Linked DNA regions of Danio rerio: region 1 is linked to region 2. The links are chromatin contacts, called in public Hi-C maps. All regions are on one chromosome and are shown on one strand. The core of a region is the stretch at or near the end of the contact, and the rest is flanking DNA. Distances in the headings are between cores, read along the strand shown. Region 1 holds the start of si:dkey-56e3.3. Region 2 holds the start of dtx4b (deltex 4, E3 ubiquitin ligase b).

Region 1 (6,400 bases), core at 3,677-6,176, 240 kb before region 2:
GAGCACTCAATCTGAGTCCTAATGACCCAGTAAAGTGAAGGGGGCTCTATAGTGTCAGTGAGCGCCACCTTTAAGATGAGACTAAACTGAAGTCCTGACTCTGTGGTCATTAAAAATCCCATGGCACTTTTCGTAAAGAGTAGGGGTATAGCCCCGGTGTCCTGGACAAATTCCCCAATCGGCCCTGACCCATGATGGCCTACCTATCATCCCTCTCCGTCGAATTGGCTCTATCACTGTCTCTTCACTCCCCCTATAGCGTGTGTTAGTGTGTGGTTGCTGTCGCATCATCCAAGAGAGACTTATATAGCCCATTATGCGCAAAAAGAAAGCCCCGCCCCTTACTTAATATTATATTTCAGTTGGAAGTGCTTCGACAAACTGGAATAAAAGTCCCAGCAATTTTCGGTTCATGCAGACATGAGGAATAATTTAAGAATAAACAAACAAACATCAAGTTAATCATACTCACTATTATTTGTAGCATTTAATTCCGTTTCTGAGCGTTCACATCTCATGTTGTCGGGTCTCTCCTCTTTAATAATGATAACATCTGACTCATCATCTGCTACAGGCTGATTCAAAGCAAAACACAGTCAGGATTCTGGATACATTATTAGTTTTAGAATGAGCTCAGAGATTGAGGAAAGCAGATTTCTACCTCTTGATGGCAGTGCTGGACTGTGTTCTGGTCAATGAAGTTCTCTCTGTGACCTGCTACACAAACCCCTGAACTTTTGTTCAGAGCTTCATCTTTATCTGAAAGATGGACATACCAGCAATGCAAATATATATAAAAAATGATAATAATACAATGTACAATGTTTTTAAATACATATCCATTTATACTATAGTACATTTCAAAACATTAATTCCATTGTCAATGGTCATTTATGAGTTGTTTTAGAAAACATTCAATAAAAAGATGTTTTTTTTTTTACTGTGAGTGTAGGTTTTTCCATGTTTGTTTTATTTTTATTATGTATCTATCTGTTCATCTATCCATCCGTCCATCTATCTAAAATGAATCAACTCTTAATTAGGGATGCTCCGATCAGAATTTTTGCAGCCAATACCAAGCATTGATTCCCTGTCATGGTGATACTGAATACCGATTCTAGCTTCAAGCTTTATAATGCATTAAGCACATTTTCCCTCCAAGTATGAACCTAAAGGGAAGATCTCACCTTACATGAGAGAATAAATTAAGGATGCTGCATAAAATACCTTAAACACGTTTCTTATAACCATTTAGGTGTGAACGTGTTATCGCCAGAAGCAGCTTTACAAAATAGCAATTAATTCATTGATTTTACTTAAGCTTTGGCTATATTTTATATATGGGAGCGCTTGTCCATCTTCCTCTGCTTTAAACTCATAAACAAACACCTGCGGTCAGTCCATGAGATTGGCGAGTACCGATCCAGTCATGAAATGTGATTATCGGCCAAAGCTCGATTAGAGCATGCCTACTATCAATATTTATTAAACTAGTAATATACAATTTATTTATAAAATTCACATATTATTTCACAAATTATTAGCGTCTCTTAAAAATTTATATTTTGATACAATGTCTAAAACAACATGAACAACAACTAATTCAATGTCTGACTCTAAAGTAACACACAAAGGACAAAACACATAAAAGAGATGCATTAAGCTATTTGACAGCCCCTATTACAAACACCTCCCATACTCACGATTCTCGGTGGTCTGTTTTTCTCTTTCAGACTGTTCACACCTCGTGTTTTCAGGCCTCTCCTCTTTAATAATGAGAACATCTGGCTCTCCATCCTCTACAGACTGATGATAAGCCTGCTGTTAAAATGAGTGCAGAGAAAAATGATTAAATTATTGTTCAGCGGATATAGGTCTTATATATAGTCTTAATTTACATTAGGCTTCATTTTCTGTATCGGCCGCTAACAGTTATCCAAACCATTTTAAAAGATTCATTTAAGAGGTTATTAAAAGATTCAAGACATATCAAACCTTTTTTTGTAAGTACTTCTTTTGAAAATTACTTTAGCTAACTCCAGTTGTTTTTAAATGTGATATACAAGTTTATATACAAACAAACAAATAAATAACAATAATAAAAATTATTTTCTTGGTATTACTATCATTAAGCCTATATGTTACTCAATGATATTCCAATTATATTTAATTTAAGCTGATAATTGGCCACTTTACTGGTGATTTTGCAGCTGCTGCTGTAACTACCTGCATTCTGACTCAGAATTTCTGAGCGGTTGTGAGATATTGAAGATTTTGAATTAAATATGGGAATCAAGTTTCCAAGTTTATATATATATATATATATATATATATATATATATATATATATATATAATACATTTTGTTTCACACACTTTGAGTACCTTGAACTAATTATTGCTGTTTATTCTAATGAATCCCTTATCCAAAATGCACTGACACATTATTTATGCTAGCCACTTTTTAAACACTTTTTTTTGTTTAATTTTGGTTATTTGTAGTTACCAAGGGAAAAAAAGGAGTGTACAAAAGTTCCCAATTGTTCTTGATATGCTGGACTTATAACATGGTTTCTGCAGGTTTCACCTAACTCAATTTAAGACTTGAAGACATTCTTAAGACCATTATGAATGAAAGTTTAGACCCATAAAGGGCTAAAGGCTAAGGAATTTTTTGAATGGCCCAAATGCCCTATGAATTTATATAGATAGATAGATAGATAGATAGATAGATAGATAGATAGATAGATAGATAGATAGATAGATAGATAGATAGATAGATAGATAGATAATTTAATACATTTATTAATAATTATTTATAATAATAATAATATTATAAATAGAATATTTTAGATTTTATTTCTTAGCAAAATATTTTAAATATTGTGTAAACAAGCAAGTTTGTATCCATACACTTTTTTTTCCCAACATAAACTTAAAAAATATTTAAAAACTAGAATAAACTAAATGGATGCACAACAATCTGTCTAGGCCAGTATCCTCAGCTGTAAACACAAGGAGCACTTTTAAACAAATGTTATTGTAAGGAAAATAATTAAACTATTATGATAAATAAAGCTAAAATTAAAATAAATAAAATACTGAATAAAATTAAATAAAAAGTTTAAAGTTTTATTGAGATTATTGTCGATAATTGCATGGGTTTTGGTCAGATTTGGTGGCAACACATGAACAAAGAAAAATTAAGACCTGTTAATAAAAGATTTAAGACCTACAACACAATATTTCTGTAAAATTAAGACTTTTACAAGCCTATAATTTGGATTTTGAGATTTAAGACATTAAGACTTTTTACGTCCATGCAGAAACCCTGTATTAGATATGTGTGAACAAGCAAATAACAATAATAAAAAGTAAATAAAATAAATTATTTTATTCTAGAAATATTGGTTTAAATTTAAATTAAAAATAAGATTTATTGTTATTGTTATTTGTATTTATTTGTTGAGAGTCAAAACAATAAATATTTTCATTTTTGTGACTGAAAATTATGGCCTTACCACCAAATGTTCACTTATAAACTCTTTGGAAGTAAATCAATGGTTTTGATGTCTAAAAATAAATTTATTCAAAAAGAAATGTTATGAAACCATAACAGAATAAAACAAATGTGCAATTCCAGTGTTATAGATGTGACATTTGCAGTAAAAACATAAATTCAAAGAGAAAGTATACGTTAACATTATATTGAAAAGTTTATATTTTGCAAAACTACTAACCACAGACTACTGAGGTCAGAAAAATATCAATTTATAAAAAAAAAATTATTTAAATGAGGAAAATAAACATGCTTTATGGACGTGACAAAAAAGTTAGCAAGTTTACAGTATACGGTATACTTTCTAGAAATTCTGTGAATTAAAGTGACCAACCCAAAATAAATAATGCTAATCAAAAGAATAAGAGCTGTCTCTTTAAAAACAAAAAGGACTGATTTTACTTATTTGACAATCTTGCATTTACAAGGAAAAACCTCTCTGTAATGGATGTGACAGATGTGAAATTGCCACTTGTGTGATTTTGGTCAATCTACTATAATTATTTGAAAACACTGAAAGAGACATTTTGAGTATTTGTAAAGTACAGTAAATACTATTTTGGTAAAAACTTTTTTCATGCAAGGTTGACATTTGCATGGAATTGCTCATATATAAAAAAATTTACTTAAACTCACACCTAATAAGAAACTGGTAAGAAATAAATTGCTAAGAGTAAATGTACATAAATAATCTGACTGTATATAATCAGTTCCAGGTGTTGGTTGTGCAGACCTGGTCAAGCCTTTGTTGTTGTTGTAAAACTGAGGAGTTTGAAGAGCGAACATGTCCTTCTTCATGATTAGCACCAGAACACACAGAAGACACTTTTACGCTGATTCGTCCTGAAGAAAAGAAAAACACAATGCCTTCCTTCACCACGAGTAATAAGCACGTTATAACCATAGTTTTGAATGTTATTAGAGTTGGTTCGAAACAAGTCAGTAACGTTAGTGGCTAACTAGCCTACATGACCATTACCAACGTTACCACCTTTAACTTACCTGACTGTTTTTCGCGAACACTAGTTTTGTTTAAGGCAGTCGACTCGTTCCTCAGTTTATTTGCCCTTCGATAAAACGAATCCCGGATTTCTATCATTTTCAATCTCTTTTTAAGCAGGCTATTTTCCTTTTGCGTTTGAGATATTTCAAGCTGTAAATCGGCATAGCTGTCCTCAACAAGTTTGCAGATTTCTGCCACAGCGGCGTTTGCGAGAACTTCAATAACTGACGTGATTTGCGTTTGGAACGTTATAATATTCGCCATTGTGTTAAAACAAATCCGTCCAAATGAAAATGTGTGTGTACGGGAAGCTGCTGTCCCGTGTGTCAACAACATCCGCTTGTGCTATTTTAAGATAAAAGTTCTCATTCAACCTGCGTTCCACTTCTTCTTCTTCAATTTATTGGCGGTTGACAAACAACAGAATTCTGTGTTTCCGCCACCAACTGGTATGGAGTTTGGATATTTATGACTTTACCCTCCTCACTCTCACCTACCCATTTCTTTTATAAAATTCTCTCCCACAAATGAGTATATTTAAGATAATAAAATTAATCAGCAATAAAAAAGGTATAGCATTTATTTCAGGAGTTATTTTGAAGAATGTTACTTAATTTAAAACTTTTATCTCGAAAGGCCCACCCTCCTTCTGACAAAGTTCAGAATTTGGCCCTTACGAGCTTGTTTGTTTCATTTTTGACAGTGAAAATAACCAATAGATGAGTTGTTGATTAATGGAGGCTTTGAGAAGAATAACAAATAACAATAACAAATAACATTAGCCGTTTATTACTTGAATGGACAAATTCCGACTGAGGAAATGAGCTGTACGGTTTTTTATTTGCCCATAGGCTAGATTTTTTATTTAAAACGAATTTTAATAGAGTCCTAATTTTGTTGTTGCTATTTGTTTGTTTTTTTAATGGCTGATAATAAATTAGCATTTAAAATATTATTAAAGTATTTTTTCATAGTTCTAAAATTTTAATCTCATTACATTAAGTATAAAACTGTAATAACTTACAGTTTAAATGCACATTTGTAAATAAACATACATTTTTGTAAACAAAAAATAGTATGATAAACACTTTGACAAAAATGTAGGTAGTATTTTTGTTCCATCAAAAAATGTGGTAATGACAACCATGCGACAGGCTATTCCAGCACAAATTACAGCTTAAAATGTCACTAAAATGCAGTATTTAAACCTCCAATAACTGCAAAAAGGTCCACTTTATAAGAACAAAGGACCACCCCTTTTAATAGGCTGACTACGAGCCTGTGTTCAACTGTTTCTTCTTATCCATAAACTCATAAACTCCTATACCATGTTTGCCCATTTTAAAAAGTATGCTATTTAATTTTGTGTCCAAATCTTACCCTATTGGTATTATGATCTCCTCTCCCCCTTTTTCCCTACACTTCTCATTTCTTCTACTTTCTTTTGAATTCTGTAAAACCACCAGCCCTCTTTCTCATCAACCAATATATTTTTGTCACCTTTTCTTTATTCTTTTCTTAATAAAACTCTTGATTTCACTCTTACTACTTACATTTAGACTAATGTCATTATTTTTAACAGCTTGTTTCAACTAAGCCATTTTCTAGTCTTCTTGATTTAAATAACAGTGGACAAAATTGGAACTCATTTTTTGAAGATTAGCCATATTAGCAAAATTTACTTTAGCACCATTTCACAATTAAGTGAATAAAGTGGTTAATTTTTTAATAATTTTAAGACTTTTTAATAATTTTGCAACCAAAAAAAGAAGTGACCAGGCTTTTCTGTGTTTGAAGTGAAAGTATTAATAGATCAACATTTACATAAAGTGCTTTTCT
Region 2 (7,046 bases), core at 3,619-6,118:
TTATAATGACTTTATATCATACTATCATTGTCTTAGTAAGTCAAATGGTTTAGGGAAAGGACAAACTAAATTACACTGTAAAATGGCCTAAGAGGCTAATGATTCAGCATTGCCATCATATAGATAAATTACTATTAAAACTGTATTAAAACAGAAAACAACTTTAATACTTTTACGACTTTACTGTTTAACTTTTATTAAAATTAAATGCAGCTTCAGTGATCATAAAGAGAAAAATACGCTAGAGAAGTTCATCAGTTTAAACTCCTGAATGATAATGTTAGTGTAAGGGACGGAGGGATGAATTCACAAAATAATCAACCTGAAAGAAATTTTTACATTCCCTCAATTCTTCAGCCTAACCATGTGAGAGTCATTGGACCAGGAGAAACACAATCCTGCCCTGTGCGCGCATATATGTGTGTGTGTTACACTAATCTCCAGACTGCAATGGAAAACAGAGTAACTGACAGTACCCCAGGGGCCCAGAGTTGATGAAACTACATTCTAGCCTGTTGCACAATACAACCACTCCCCTTTTCTTTCCCCCTCAATCAGTTTCGCTCTTTCACATGGAAGTGTGCTCATTTCCCGGGGTAATGCTTTGTGAAACTGCTCTCTCTTTGTGCAAGTGTGTTTGAAAAAGTTACTTTGCAGGTTTTTTAGGACGAGTCCTGACAAAGCGACAAGGACTGCAAAATGTCACTAAACTACTGTTCAGTGGCAAAACGTTCCCTGAGAATTTTCTGAGATTCGAAACAATTTGGGTGTAAGTAAAGTATGATTTCTGGGAGCTCCCTGGGTGTGTTTCTGTAAACCATTATTCACAGTAGATTTGTGTAGTTATGACTGTCGTTATGCCTTAGATTAACAACACTAATGTGCTTTATTCACAGGGATAGACAGGCGGTTGTGCCCTGTGAATGTGCAATGAGTCATGTTAATCAGTGTCCTTAATAACACAGGACTTCATAACAGACCTCTATTGAAGGTTCAAAGTAGTCTTCAAAAGAGCATTTGTGATGTCCAGCCAAAAAGAGGCATCAAAACTTTTAGATATGTGAAAAATATAGTTAACATTATATCCTAACTTGTTATTTTTTTTGTTCGGTCACTTTCATTCGGTTGCACTGTGACAATAACAAATTCTATTATAAAAACTAATTCCTAAATAAAATAGCAATTAGGCAATTAAAGCTCTGATTTCATAGTATAATGTATAATATATATTTTTATACAACAGTTCTGTCTGGTTCCTGAATCTAATTGGCTGAAAACCGTGCAATATTCTGTAAATAACAGCACTCGTACCGCCTCTTCACCCATCGCCCTTGTGTATTAGTCCGCCCACATACAGCGACCAGCAGAGGACACTCTATAGTTTGTCAAATAATGCAGCAGTTAGACAACATAATGTACTTTTGAGGCTTTTTTAGTCAAGAATGGAGCTGTTTAGATTGCAACTATGCAGTTTATTTATAAGGATAGTGCCTATCTTAAAATATTTTTCATTTTGGAGCATCAGATTTAGTGCATCGGCCGCCATCAGCCTGTCTGAGCAGATCAAAGAAAGTGACGTTACGCCATAAGATGGTGGCAGAAACCACATAATAAGTCCTTAGGGGAGAAAAACAGCATTTTCTTAGTGCAAGTTTCAAACTACAGCTGAACAAATCATTATAAATCAGGTAAGTGACATTCTGAGTCAATTTCTCTTTTTTGTATTTTGTAGTGCTGTATTTATACCACAGAAACTGGTAGTGTTTGCTTTGCTCTGGCTTTTTTTGGGGTTAATTACTGTAAAATCCCGACAGAGAAATACTGGGAAATCTGTGTAGATTGATGGCATTTCGTGCAATTTATTGCAGTTCAACCTTATAATCTTAAAATGTGTGTAATAAGACCTGTTTTGTCATCACTTTAAATCACTTTAAAAAGTTATGTTATGTTCATTACAGTTCCATATTACTATGGCAAATAATTTGTTATTTTCAGTCTACAGAAGTCAAAAATCATAACAGAAATTAAATACTTTAGATCAAGGTTCCTGCAGGTTTCACTAAGTAATATTTAAGACTTTAAGACATTTAAGACCATTATGAATGAAATTTTATTTTTCTCTTGCCCTATAAATTTTTTTTTACAAATTAATACATTTAATAATACAATAATAATAATTTAGCTTGAATATTTTTATTCATTTTCAAATATTCACAAACACTTACCAAAAATAGAACAATACATAGCTGTCAACTCCTTTCGTCTACAATAATAAAAATTAAATAATAAAATAAAATATATAGGTCAGGTCAGTATCCTCAGCAGTCAATAAATGGAGAACCTTAAAGCAAATGTTACGGTAAGAAAGTAATTAAATGCAATTTTTAAATAATAAGTTAAACGTTTAACGATGGATTGTTGGTGATTGTATGGGTCTTAATGGCTAGATTGGGTAGCTATACATGAACAAAGAAAAATTAAGACGTATTAAAACAAGATTTAGGTAACATTTCAGTAGATTTAGGATTTTTTAAGGTCTAAAATTCAGCTTTTGAGGTTTAAGACATTTTAAGACCCCACAGATAGATGAGATGTGTAAGAGATCTTTATCTTTAGATGAGATAAGTCCTACACACAGGAGGGGTTTGAAGAACAAAAATGAACAAAAGTATTCTACAAAATATGACAATTTAGATGCAGTAATCATAGTATAAGGGGATTGAATTTAATTGAATGAATCCATTGAATTATTAGAACAAAATGCGCCACATCGGATTTGCAACATTTCCTAATTTTTAACCAGCTTGGCATCATTTAATCTTTATATACTATAATGCCACATTTTGTATGGTTATGCTAAAATTTAGTTTTTAAACTCTTATTTTGCTGTATAATAAAAGATATGTTAAGTGTGGTTTATATCTCTGAACACATTTTTCTGACATTGAATTCAAAACAACAGCTGCACAAGCAGAAAGTGGACATAATTCAAGACTACATTTTCATGCAGCCTTATTGCACATTCATAAAGGGATTTGGCAGTACTTAAACTATACTTTGTTATGACACTTAACTAATTAATAGTAAAACACAGCTCATAATTATAACAATAACTGTTTAACACTAATTAATAACAGCTCTCACTAACACTCATGTGTTCATACATTGATGCTGGTTATTATTGTACACACTATTCTCAAACTCTATAACATAACTAACTGTGCACAGTTAGGTTTACATGCTGATGTAACAGGTAAAGTTAAGTGGTAAAGTTCGCAGTCACAATATTGGCAAAATCTCATTATATAATTGCATTATGAAGGAACATGCTCTTGCACTGTGATGTGTAGAAAAACTGTTAAGACATCCTAACATGATGAAGAGCCTCTCAGGTGTGATTAAAACAAATCTATAACTGATAAAAAAAAATATTTTAACACTATGTATTTTAAATCCACAAACCTAACTATCTGTTGCTAATATCTGCATTTCAATTACTAATTATCCAGAATGCAATGGAAAACAGAGTAACTGACAGTACCTTTAGTTTTCTAAAGGTATCTTTACGTATCTTTAGTTTTACAACAGAACTGTACAATTGAATAATTAATACAGAATTAGCTTTATTGTGAAATATGATTCTGCAGATTTTCTATGAATAAATAAAAAGTATTGCAAAAAGAATATCTGTGTGACTGAATAGCACGTTTACTACATATAAACTCAAGCATGCATGATGCTCGTGCATGAGGTGTTTTCAACATCATCTCCACAGCTTCTCTAACAGTAACTTCCTCAGAAACTTATGTGAGAAAGATCTATTAAATCATAATCATGTCATATATCATATATTCCAATCTCATTTAACAGTAACAGTCTGTAAGGAACCAGAGTCCATTTCAACTGTTAACTTGTTTTTCTTGACTCAACATACAAGCACTACCCAGAACGGCTCATTTATATTCCATAATAAATAAAAATAACTCTCTAATAAGGTGCTTCAACTCATGACATAGTCATTAATGTTCAATAATACATCAATAAGGCAGGAACATAGCAGAGACAGAATCTATTGGTTCTGCAGAATAAATGCTAGATTGGCTTGCCACAGGTAGACTGATGCGCTGCTGATCTCCATCTTACCGGTGTCCTGTCTGAACTGATGCATGGACTGGAGATCAATGATGTAGGGCGACAGGCGGCTGTCAGCTTGGCCTAGGACGACGCTGCCGCCGCGGGGATCGCTTCTTATCACCTCCTCGATGTGGTGAGACACGGCCGGGCTGTAGGGCCGCCAGCGCCCGTGCTCGTTCAGCCATTCCCAGACCACCACGGCGGAAGCCAGCAACATCGTGTCCCTACAAGCGCATCAGAAAACTAGTTAGGCATCACTTCAATTCAACAACCGATTTTGTGAACGCAGGAGGACCGATTTTGCTCGTGTAATGTTTCGTGACGCCTGCCTGTGTAACATCGATCGATAGACACACACGAGGATGTGTATGGAGCGTGTATATTCTGATTCCTTGCATTTATAAGTAATAAATTGCAGGTTCACTCACATTTACGTAGGAATCGCTTACGCGAGAGACCGCAGAATCAGGAAAGAAATCTCCGTCTCCCCATGTCTGGACGTAAGAGATCCCGACAACTCCTCACGAGTGTCAACAAACAGTCAACAGACGAATATTCCTCTTCCTTATTCTACACATTCGGCTTTGGCTGTGTTAGCTCAGTTTGTGCTTCTTCTCCTTCTCAGTGGTTCCTTCAGGCACGAGGATTTCCGATTGTGATTTCTCGAAAATCATGTAGACTTCTCCGGTAATTCTTCTCTGGTGAACCGCTGGTGGTTTTGTGTGCGTCGCACTGACTTGAAAAAGTGACACCCAACACCACCTCCTCCTCCTCCTCCCCAGCATTAATGTGAGCGTGAGTAATGCCTTACGAAGGCTGAAAGGAATCATTTCTCAGAATCGATTCTTCTGAACAGTTGAACCCCTCAAGAGTGAATCCGAAATAGCTTAGGCAAACATAATGCAGGTGAATTGGTTTTATTTTTGTATAACACGTTTTTTTTATTATTATTATTTTCAGATGTGGAAATAAAACATTATTTAATTAATTAAGTGATTATTTGGGTGAGGAGATCTGTCCACGGGAGAAGCTCGGAGTAGCTGCTGCTCCTCCACATTGAGAGAAGTCAGCTGAGGTGGATCTGGCATCTGTTTCTGATGCCTCTAGGACGCCTACCTAGGAAGGTGTTCCAGACATGTCTCACCGGGAGCAGGCCTCTGGGAAGACCCTTGGCATGTCTTTCGGCTGGCTTGGGAACGCCCCTCTCCCCGGAGGAGCTGGAGGAAGTATCTGAGGAAAGCGCAGTCTGGAGTTCTCTTCTAAGACTGCTGCCCCCACGACCCGGCCCCTGATAAGAGGATGAAAATGACATGATGACACTACAAATAATATTAATAATTTATAATTAAGATGAATATGGGTATGTGAATGAGTATAGTGTCCATTGAATACATGCTTGTGTTTTGTAAACAGACCTACTAGGATTGGTTCATACTACTCTGATCACATTTGATCACAAACTAAGTATATAATTCAGAAACATCAACTGGCTTCATCTGAAACTGCATACTACTTAGATAAAAAAGAAAAAAAACAGTATTTGACAAAATAAGTATGACTTCACAGTATCATAATAGTTTTTATGTCAATTAAGTATATAGGCCTATTTGGATTTTTGTTATTCAAATATGCATATATGTGTGTGCATGTAGGCCTATGTCTGTATGTCATCACTATGATACATTCAAAAATATCTTTCTAAATAAATCATCTTTAATATGACTAGGCAATATTATACATCATACATAATATATGAGGATATAATGTTATTAAATTGTTTGTAATGGAGGAGTATCATTTTGCTGTAGCCTAGTGTTCGGAAATCAGAAAACAGCCCTTGGTTCAATAATTGGACGAGTCTGATTCAGAATTCATGAACAATTCCTTCAGACTGCGAGCTGTTCAAATGATTCATTTAAAAGATATGATTCAAAGGAATGAACAAATCAGACATCACTGATTTTTAATACACCCAGAATAAAACCTGTTTGGTTGGTCATGTTTTTTCATGTATATTGCAGACAAGCAATCAACAATATGATGGCTTGTGCTGCAAAAGAAAGAAGAAAGCAATACCTTAAGTAGATAATTTGGCTACACACTGACTGTGACTGCAAGAGAAGCTAGCCTTAACTTGATTGACTATATATAAAAAGTCAATGTTGTTCACAGTGGTTTCCTTCAGATATGTTGTAATCTGCTAAATTATTGTATTTTCCTTAATAGAATACAAAATATATGAGAAATAAGAACTCTATTTAAAATATATACATGTTACATAAAACCACAACTACAATAGATTACTGCATGTCATGTTAATGGCTCAGGCTAACAGTTAATTGGCCAAATATATTAATAAATTCTTTCATTCATTTTCTTAATCTGGGGTTGCCACAGAGGAATGAACCCCAAACTTATCCACCATATGTTTTACACAGTAGATACCCTTCCAGGTGCAACCCTTATTGGGAAACACCCATACAATCTCATTCACACACATACACTATGGACAATTTAGCTTACCCAATTCAGCTATACACCATGCTTGTAGACTGTGGGGGAAACCGGAGCATCTGGAGAAAAGTGCCAACACAGAGAACATGTAAACTCCACACAGAAACGCCAACTGACCCAGCCGAGGCTCGAACCAGCGACATTCTTGCTGTGAGGTGATAGCACTACCCACTGTGCCACCGTGCAGCCTATATTTTAATTTCTGGGGAAAAAACACAATCAAATTTCCATTAAAAAAATATGCACTGAAACATCCAAATGTTAACAATACAAATTATGTTATAATGTAATATAAATATTTAATACATAGAAACATGTCAAGGAAGTCAATGCCATTGATCTAGTTCAGGAGCTGTGTTCAATTGAATACATTAATTAGACTAACTATTTAAAGTCAT

What was found. A called contact is a pair of places that touch in the nucleus more often than the background predicts.
Region 1: a Hi-C map of hematopoietic stem cells shows a contact between it and region 2, with 4 times the contacts expected there. The contact joins the promoter of si:dkey-56e3.3 here to the promoter of dtx4b in region 2. A contact is called at or near these places in 1 of 18 Hi-C or Micro-C datasets (hematopoietic stem cells) and 1 of 4 datasets of contacts at active chromatin or transcription factors (embryo).

What each region holds. Positions count from the first base shown.
Region 1 is chr1:44,830,386-44,836,785 of GRCz12tu, reverse strand. si:dkey-56e3.3 reads right to left here and starts at 4,926. Exons shown (of 8, transcript XR_012407403.1): 1 at 4,561-4,926; 2 at 4,292-4,401; 3 at 1,704-1,821; 4 at 662-759; 5 at 473-575.
Region 2 is chr1:44,586,292-44,593,337 of GRCz12tu, reverse strand. dtx4b (deltex 4, E3 ubiquitin ligase b) reads right to left here and starts at 4,868. Exons shown (of 9, transcript XM_002660524.7): 1 at 4,563-4,868; 2 at 4,144-4,358. The coding sequence starts at 4,564.